Regions from separate parts of the Callithrix jacchus genome. Here region 2 is linked to region 1. A link is a contact called in public Hi-C data. All regions are on one chromosome and are shown on one strand. Each heading gives the region's core, a stretch centred on a gene start, on an enhancer-like site or on the middle of the called end of the contact. The rest is flanking DNA. Distances are from core to core; before and after follow the strand shown. Region 1 has its middle 13 kb from the start of ANKRD1. Region 2 overlaps PCGF5 (polycomb group ring finger 5).

What was found. Hi-C and Micro-C count contacts between places; a contact is called where the count stands out from the background.
Region 2: a contact with region 1 is called in a Hi-C map of skeletal muscle, with 15 times the contacts expected there. The contact joins two enhancer-like sites. A contact is called at or near these places in 3 of 3 Hi-C or Micro-C datasets (induced pluripotent stem cells and skeletal muscle).

Annotation. Positions count from the first base shown.
Region 1 is chr12:83,682,806-83,687,204 of calJac240_pri, reverse strand. No RefSeq gene overlaps it. Among named protein-coding and RNA genes, the nearest start is that of ANKRD1, 13 kb to the left of the region's middle. Within about 2 kb of position 2,229, at least 1 of the 16 cell types and tissues checked has an H3K27ac peak or open chromatin away from gene starts, as enhancers often do. A contact at or near this core is called in skeletal muscle, where this site is marked.
Region 2 is chr12:84,058,462-84,063,254 of calJac240_pri, reverse strand. PCGF5 (polycomb group ring finger 5) reads right to left here. Exons shown (of 10, transcript XM_078346006.1): 5 at 2,188-2,243; 6 at 2,023-2,079. The region is part of intron 3 of LOC144578706; the gene reads left to right. Among named protein-coding and RNA genes, the nearest start is that of PCGF5, 82 kb to the right of the region's middle. Within about 2 kb of position 2,769, at least 1 of the 16 cell types and tissues checked has an H3K27ac peak or open chromatin away from gene starts, as enhancers often do. A contact at or near this core is called in skeletal muscle, where this site is marked.

The DNA.
Region 1 (4,399 bases), core at 980-3,479:
TATCCAGAATATACAAGGAACTTAAACAAATTTACAAGAAAAACAACCTTATCAAAAAGTGGGCAAGGACATTAACAGACACTTCTCAAAAGAAGACATTCATGTGGTCAAAAAACATATGGAAAAGAAAGCTCAACATCACTGATCATTAAAGAAATACAAATTAACTAGAGATTTAACCATTCTTTTGGACAGGGACTGGCAGTGTCAAAGTTCTCCCAGGAGAGAACACAGACCACCACAGGCTAATATCACAATGAGTCACAACTATTTTGGTTTTCTAGTGCATACAAAAGTTATGTTTACATTATTCTATGGTTTAATAATTGCACTATAGCATGATGTCTAAAAAACACCGTACATACCTTAACTTAAAAATACTTTACTGCTGGCTGGGCACGGTGGCTCACGCCTGTAATCCCAGCACTTTGGGAGGCTGAGGTGGGCGGATCACGAGGTCAAGAGATCCAGACCATCCTGGTCAACATGGTGAAACCCCGTCTCTACTAAAAATACAAAAATTAGCTGGGTGTGGTGGCACGCGCCTGTAGTCCCAGCTACTCAGGAGGCTGAGGCAGGAGAATTGCTTGAACCCAGGAGGCGGAGGTTGCAGTGAGCCGAGATCGCGCCACTGCACTCCAGCCTGGAACCTGGCAATGGAGCAAGACTCTGTCTACAAAAAAAAAAAAAAAAAAAAAAAAAAAAAAATTACTGCTAAAAAAGTGTTAATGGTCATCTGAGCCTCCAGTGAGTCATAATCTTTTTGCTGGTGGAGGCTCTTCCCTCCATGTGGATGGCTGCTGACTGATAAGAGTGGTAGTTGATGAAGGTTGGAATGGCTGTGTCAATTTCTTAAAAGAGGACAAAAATGAAACTTACTGCATCAATTAACACTTTCTTTCATAAAAGATTTCTCTGTAACATCTGATGCTGTTTGATAGCATGTTACTATCAAAAGAACATCTTTCAAAATTGGAGTACATCCTCTGAAACCCTGCTACAGCTTTATTAAGTTGGTGTAATACTCAAAATCCTTTTTTGTCATTTCAACAATGTTTACAGCATCTTCCCTAGGAGTAGATTCCATATCAAGAAACCACTTTCTTTTTTCATCTTTAAGAAGCAACTCCTCAACTGTTCAAGTTTTATCACAAGATTGCAACAATTCAGTCACATGTTCAGGCTCCACTTCTAGTTTTCTTGCTATTTTTCACCACATCAGCAGTTACTTCCTCCACTGAAGTCAACTCCTCCAAGTCATCCATACAGATTGGAATCAACTTCTTCCAAATTCCAGTTAATGGTATTTTTACCTCCTCCAATGTCCCATGAATGTTCTTAATGGCACCTAGTATGGTGAATCCTTTCCAGAAGGTTTTGAATTTACTTTGCCTAGATTCATCAAAGGAATTGCTATCTATGGCATATAGCTTTATGAAATGTCTTTCTTAATAAGACTTGATTCAAAATGCTCCTTGATCCATGGGCTATAGAACGGATGTTGTGTAAGCAGGTATGAGAACAACATTCGTCTCCTTGTACCTCCTCATCAGATGCCCATCTCTTTCAGAACTCTTGGGTGACCACGTGCATTTTCAATGAGCAGTAATGTTGTGAAAGGAATCTCTTTTTTTTCCCTGAGCAGTAGGTTTCAATGCTGGGCTTAAAATATTCAATAAACCATGATATAAAAAGATGTGCTATCATCAGGGCTTTGTGGTCCAATTTATAGAGCACTAGGCAAAGTAGAGTTAGCATAATTCTTAACAACCCTAGGATATTCAGAATGGTCAATGAGCATTGGTTTCAACTTAAAATCACCAGCTAACAAGGAAGTCATCCTGTCCTTTGAAGCTTTGAAGCCAGGCATTGACTTCTCCTGTCTAGCTATCAAAGTCCTGCATGGCATCTTCCAATAGAAGGCTGTTTCATCTACCTTGAAAATCTGTTGCTTAGTGTAGCCATGTTCATCAGTTATCTTAGCTAGCTCTTCCAGCTCTTCTGGATAACTTGCTGCAGCTTCTCTATCAGCACTTGTGCTTCGCCCTGCATTTTTATGTTACAGAGATGGCTTATTTCCTCAAATCTCATGAACCAACCTCTGCTAGCTTCCAGCTGTTTTTCAGCAGCTTCCTCACCTCTCAACGTTCATAGCACTGAAGAGTTAGGACCTTGCTCTGGATTAGGCTTTGGCCTAAGGCATGTTGTAGCTGGTTTGGTCTTCTATCCAGACCACAAAAACTTTCTCCAGTCAGCAGTAGGGCTGCTTTGCTTTGTTATTATTTGTGTGTTCATTGGAATGGCCTTTACTTTCCTTCAAGAACTTGGCCTTTGCATTCACAACTTGAGTAAGAGGCATAGTTTTCAGCCTGTCTTGGCTTTCTACGTGCCTTCCTCAATAAGCTTAATCATTTCTAGCTTTTGATTGAGAGTGAGAGATGTGTGCCTCTTTTTTTCACTTGAACACTTTTTGCTGGTCCATGGTAGGGTTATTAATTGGCCTAATTTCAATATTGTTTTGTTTCAAGGAATAGGGAGGCCTGAAGAGAGGGAGGGAAATGGGGAAAGTTGGTCAGTGGAGGAGTCAGAACAAACAACAACATTCATGGATTAAGTTCGCTGTCCTATATGAGTCCAATTTGTGGCTGCCTAAAGCAGTTACAATAGTAAAATCAAAGGGCACAAACCACCAAAACATATATAACAATGACGAAAAAGTTTTTAATATTGTGAAAATTACCAAAATGTGACAAGAGAGACAGGAAACAGGCACATGATGTTGAAAAATTGCACCAATAGACTTGCTGTATACAGAGGTGCCACAAATCTCCAATTTGTAAAAAAATCCCATATTTGCAGAGCACAATAAATTGAAGCACAATAAAAGGAGTATGCTGTAGTTTTTTGAACAAGTGGTAGGCCAGGTCCTAAGACCTGTGATGAGAAAAAGAGGTTGTCCCTGGCACGCCCTCCTGGAATAGAGAAATATTAAATGAATAATGAGGAATAAATATATAGTCATGTGCCACAGAGTGATGTTTAGGTCAATAATGGACCACATATACAAGGGTGGTCCCATAAGATTAAAATGAAGCTGAAAAATTCCTATTGCTTAGTGACAGCCTAGCTGTTGTAACATCATAGTATAGTGCATTACCTTTTCTATGTTTGTTTAGATACATAAAACACTTACCATTGTGTTACAGTTGCCTAGAGTATTCAGTACAGTGACATGTTGTGCAGATTTGTAGCCTAGGAGCAACAGGCTGTACTGCTTATATAGCATAGGTGTGTAGTAGGCTGTATCATTTAGGTTTTTGTAAGTAACACTCTGTGATAATCACACAACAAATCCACCTATGATTCACCTTTCAGAATGTATCTCTGTCATTAAGTGAGGCATAAGTGCACAATGTCAGTCTGTAGTAAATATGACGAAGGAAGCAATACAGAGTGCTGTGTCTAAGATGAGGCGGTTTCTATAAAGACTTCTTTGAGGTGGTAACCTTTAGGGGTTATCTGAAAGATAAACAGGAGTTATTCAAGCATCAGGTGTTCCAAGTAGCAGGAACACGGCTCTATGGAATACAGCAAGGGTATGAGAAACGTTTGGCACTTGCAGAAATACATGAAAGCCCATGAAGTCTGATGTGAAACACTAGCACCAAGAGACCCACTTCGTATAGGATCATCTATGTTAACCTCTTTGATATGCTTCTAACCATTTGGGAGAGTGTATAGGCATAGTCCATAATCAGAAGGTCTCTAATCTGGTCATAGACACATACAGAGTTGTGAATATGGTTTGAAATATTTTTGTACCTTTTCCATCTAGTGCTTTACAATCCAGGGAGTGTACCTCCCACAGGCATTGGGGATTTCGTTGTTGTCTCTTTCACTCCCAATTCTCTTTGTCCACCCCTCTACCTTCCCCGCAGCATTCTGGCTTAAGTTTGTCAGACTCTTAAGGCTCAGGGTTCTTCAGTTTCTTCCAAGTGAAGCACCTATAACACGGACATTTCTCTTGCTAGTGCTGATGTCTCCTGTGGCATAAGCTCGATGTGTTACTGCCATGTGACCAACTTTTTTTTATGGTATCTGCCTCAAATCCACCTCCCCTAAAGAGCTGGGAGTGTACATGAGAGAAGAGAATAAAGAGTTAAAAAGTTTTGTGTTGCCATATATAAATATTTGCACTAATAGCTAGGTAGAGGGCATGAGAGACAATATGGAATAAATCCCATTAGAATAAGACCAACACTTAGTTATCTTAGTTATCTCTGCTAATGGAAAAGATAAACACGTTGGGGAAAATTTTTAAGTTTTTAATCACATAGCCATTTTTAAAAATAAGGTTCTCTTCTTGCCTTCCCACTGAGTCAAGTCTTTGCCCACAATC
Region 2 (4,793 bases), core at 1,520-4,019, 380 kb before region 1:
TATTAATATATGTTACAACTCAAAGAAATCTGAATGGCATACTTTGTATTATATACAAATGTATTTCACCTATTACCTGTACCCTATAAATATTGCAGCTATATTTATCATGCATCTGTTGAGTAGCTTTAACTTTACGTTGGATACCCGTCATACAAGACCTGAGGGAACAATACTGAACCTACAGCCATCATCCTCACTCTCACAGTGGTCAGGATATGGGATGAAATAAAGGTAAATAAAAAAGACAAAAACAAAAAAGAAACCAGACAAAGATAGGATGGGAGAAGTAAAACGGACTATGCAGGCACATATAAAAGAGAGAGTAAACCCAAACTTTGGGAGTGAAGCAGAGGTTCAGGGATGATTTCCAGATGAAATACCTCTAAGATAAAACCTGAAAAAGTTAGCCAGCCAAACATTACATTGTAGAAAAGCCTCCCTGCAAAGTGACACACTAAATCCCCTTGGATACCTATAGTAAAAGCATTACAGGTGTACCATAAAGCAGGAAGGTGCGTTTTTTTTTCTACATGTTTTCTTCTGCTTCTTTATAGAGAATGCACATATACAGGAGTTGCCTTCTATGAATCAAACTCCCAGCTCCAACAAAAGATCCAAATTCTCCACCCAAGCTAAAGACCAAATACCATAAATACTTTTAAAAGGGAGAAGCAATAGGAAAAGGGAGATAAAATTCACAAAGTAGGCTACAGCCCTTCACAAGTCAATCTGTGATATGTAGAATAATAGAGTAAACCTACCACATAATTTCTGAGGACAATCTCCCAGGCTCCTGTCCTCTTGAACAGATAGTCAAAAACTGGAATATTTAATTAGCCTTATCTTATCTGTATTTTTATTACAGCACTACTACAATTGCTTATCGTTGTCTAATTGCAGTGTATATTTGGGTAAAACAAGTCCTATTTTAGTCATTTTTTTGGTCAGGCTTAGCTTCTTTGCCTTTTTTTTTGTTATAGATTAAAAATAGTCTCTTGCTACCTTACTGTAGTCATCAAAACTATTCTCAAACTTCCCCTTCTCTAAGAAAACAGCTTTGCACAGTTAAGTGGAACTAATAAAATGATAATCTCCATTTTACAGATTAAAAGAGAGAGATGGCATTTTCTCATTTACCTTCATCATGTATAATTGGCAATCCTATGATCTTACGGGAAAACCAAGATTGGGAGGCTGAACTCACAAGTGACCCCATAAGAACACACACACAGTCCTGAATAACTTTAAATGATATTTAGGACATCTCAAATTAAATATCATATTTTAAAAAATGGGAATGGTACTACTTTCTTATAATTTCATATATCCCTTTGTGTGAATTTTACACACATATATGTAATGCTAAAAGCCTTTTATCTGCTCAGTAATGTTTGCCCCTTTGCTGCAATTATTAAAAATTACTAATTGCTGAGTCTCTTGGAACCTAGAGGAGAAATTTGGACATGCAGCATAGGTGATGGGGAAAATTCCCATAAGCATCCAGAAATACTTTCTAAATTTCCATGACATATAGGTTTTTATCACCTGAGCTCTACTTAAAAAAACTTCATTCCAGAATATTAGAGCATAGTAAAATCTCCTGATCTGGGTCTCAGCCACATCTCAGTTCCCTCTCCTATAGAGACAAATGTACAAAAGAAATAAAACAAAAAACTCCTCACTGTTTAGTTGCAAGCTGTGGCTATTTCTCACTTCAGCTTCCTTTAGCTCCCTAGAAATTACTACTATAAACATCTAGCCAATTTTCTCTTTTATCTTTTCCCTTTTCTCTTCCCAAAGTCCAATTTCCTCTATTTTCAATTATCTTCTACTAAAGTGACTTCAGATTTACATTCATTTATAAAAAATCTCCTATAGAGAAAAAGGTTCATAATGTAAATAAAAGGAGCAGAAATTTTGTACAGGAAAAATGTGAGCCTGAAGAGAGCTATTAGTTCACCTAAGCTATGAAAAACTGACCAATTTAAGCTTTCAGAAACAGACATAAGAAAAAGTCACCTTGTCCATTTTCTTGAGGCTTATTTTTCTTCCAAAATTCAGATTCACGCTCAAGTTCTTCTAATTTAAATGAAAGAGAGTATAAAAAGAAAGTCATGAAATCTTTAATGGAAATGTTGATTTCATAAAACACAAAAGTCTGCAAGAACCCAAAGAGCCACTTACGTTCTCGGAGTCCAGGGACCAGCTTAAATATAATTTCCTCTAAAGTATTGTCCAACCTTGGAAAGGGGAGAGAAAGAATATACTAACAATGAAGACACCAAAATCTGACACGTAAATAGTCTGAGATGTAGATCTTACATGTATTACAAAATACAGAACATATACAATTTTAGCACATCTACTATACTACACTCTTCTGTCCAGGGAACACACCTATTTCCAGCCTTCCCCAGTAGTAGACTGATTACAAAAATGGTCCCAGTCCCCAGCTCTCTCTACATCCACACTCTTGAGCATGACTTTGAAATTCCTCCCTTGATTAAGGAGCGGAGTCTATCTCCCTGCCTTGGAAATATGGGCTGGCCTTAAAACTTGTTGAGGTCAGCAGAATGTGGCACAAGTGACTGTGCTTGGTTCTAAGTCTAAGCCTTAAGAGGCATCACATGCTTTTGTTTCTATTTCTCTCTCTTTCACAGAATCCTGCTAGCACGAGAACAAGGCTGGAGGATGAGAGACCATGTAGAAGAGACCAAGCTGCCCGGCTGAGGCCATTTTAGACTAGTTCACAAACAGCCCATCCCCCAAAATCAGCACAGCAGATTACCCAATGCACAGCAAACTGCATTTGCATGCGTGAGCCCAGCCAAGACCAGAAGAACCACCCAGCTAACCCAGGGAACCAGGAGGAATAGTAAATGCTTGCTTTTTCAAGCATCAGTTTAGGAGTTGCTGTTATGCAGCAAATAGCTGATACCCCCATTCTCAAAATTTCTACCACAGCTCTGGCTCTTTCCCATAAAGGAAACAATCTCCATTCCACTCTTCTGAGAAATGTAGACCACTTTATCTTTCTACCTTCTGAAATGAAAACTTCAAATATTTATCTTGACATTTTTCTTATTTTCTTTCCTGCTATATAATTTATCTTTTTCATGGCTTTTTGTCTCTAATCCCATTCTCTTGCCCCCACAGCACCCTCTTCCCACCCCATCTCCTTCATCCTGCTCAACAGCATTACTCTTCTACAAGACTACAAACACATAGAGGTTTCTTATATCTAAAAAAAGACCCAAAAACCTTTATTAACTCATTGTATTTTCAAACTATTATTCTGTTTCTCAATCTTTTCTTCTAACTGGAAAAAAATATGAAAGTAAAACCTACATTACTTCTGTCCCCTACTCTGTTTTGCTTCTTTTACTCTACTGAACTCTGCAAATCATCCATAACTTCCATACTGAATAGGTTTAAAAGTTTTAGAATTAAAATTTAAACTTAAAAATTCTTGTTTAAGTTTATATTTCTTCTATATTTCTCTGCAGCAGTTTGACAGTGTTGTCTGACACTGCCTGCCTCCCTGAAAATTTCCTTTGTTTTCATTTTTAAATTTTCCAAGTCTGTTCTTTCTTTGTTACTAAGTATTTTTCTTTTTCCCAGCTACTTTTAAATCTGATATTCTCCCTTGCTTTGTACTCTGCACTCCGACCTTTTCAAAGTTCTGTCTTCCTTGGGGATTTCATCTGCTTTGGTGGCTTCAAAACTAACATATAGACAGAGATCCATCCATGTATCTATCTACCTGCCTATATGTAACATCTCTCTGCTGAGTTCAAGTTCCATATTTCCAAAGGATGCTAAACATTTCAAGTACCTCCTTTTATTCATCTATGTCAAGATTGTCTCATCTATCCTTCTCCAATAAAATACTAAGTACCCCACCATTGTCTCACATTTTTAAATTAAATTTTTAAGTAATACCATAATTCTCCCAAATTGGCTCAAAATATGAGAAGGATCTTACCTTCTCTCTTTCCCTTCATTTACACATTTACTCACCAAACCACATCTGTCCCATCTATTCCTCCATCATTTCTTCCATTCCTTCAATTACCATCCTACTTTGAGCAGAGCAGAGACATCGTCATAATGAATCTTCCTAAAGTACTAATCTGATTGTGTTAGTTACCTCTCAAGAACTAATTTTTCCCTACTACCTGGCTTCATGTATTTACATAACTTCTGGTACTATTCACTCACTGTCTCTCTTTTCTAGCCAACTGGCTTATTTAATTATTTCAAGAACTCCCTGTCTTTTTCAATTCATTTTTTCTCCCTCGTTTTTTACATCCTGGCTCAAATATGCTTTATACTCTCCAACCAAACCAATGCTATCTTATTCAAGACGAAGTCACTTGTAAAGTTCTCCCAGACTATTTAATAGTGGGAGTGCATAAAAAAATAGCACTTCTCACTATGTACAAACAGATCAGGAATCACCTTAGTTTTATTTCTGTTTCCTTTGAAACATTACTTACCACTTTGATGTCCTTTCTGTCCTCTCAACCTAACTTAGGACTAATCTGTTCTATTGTCAGCCATTAAATCACCTCCATACATGTACCCTTGTCTCTATCTTACTTGCTCAAAATTATTTGGTACAACTTGGATTAAATACAACTTTCCTTCAACTCTGCACTGGTATCCATGGCTGCATAAAAACACAACCACACCACTTCAAATTCTAAACTACAACCCAAATATGCCTTTAAGTTTTCCAGGAATCATACTACACTCCCAAGTGTATTGATTCTCTCACTCTCCTTGAC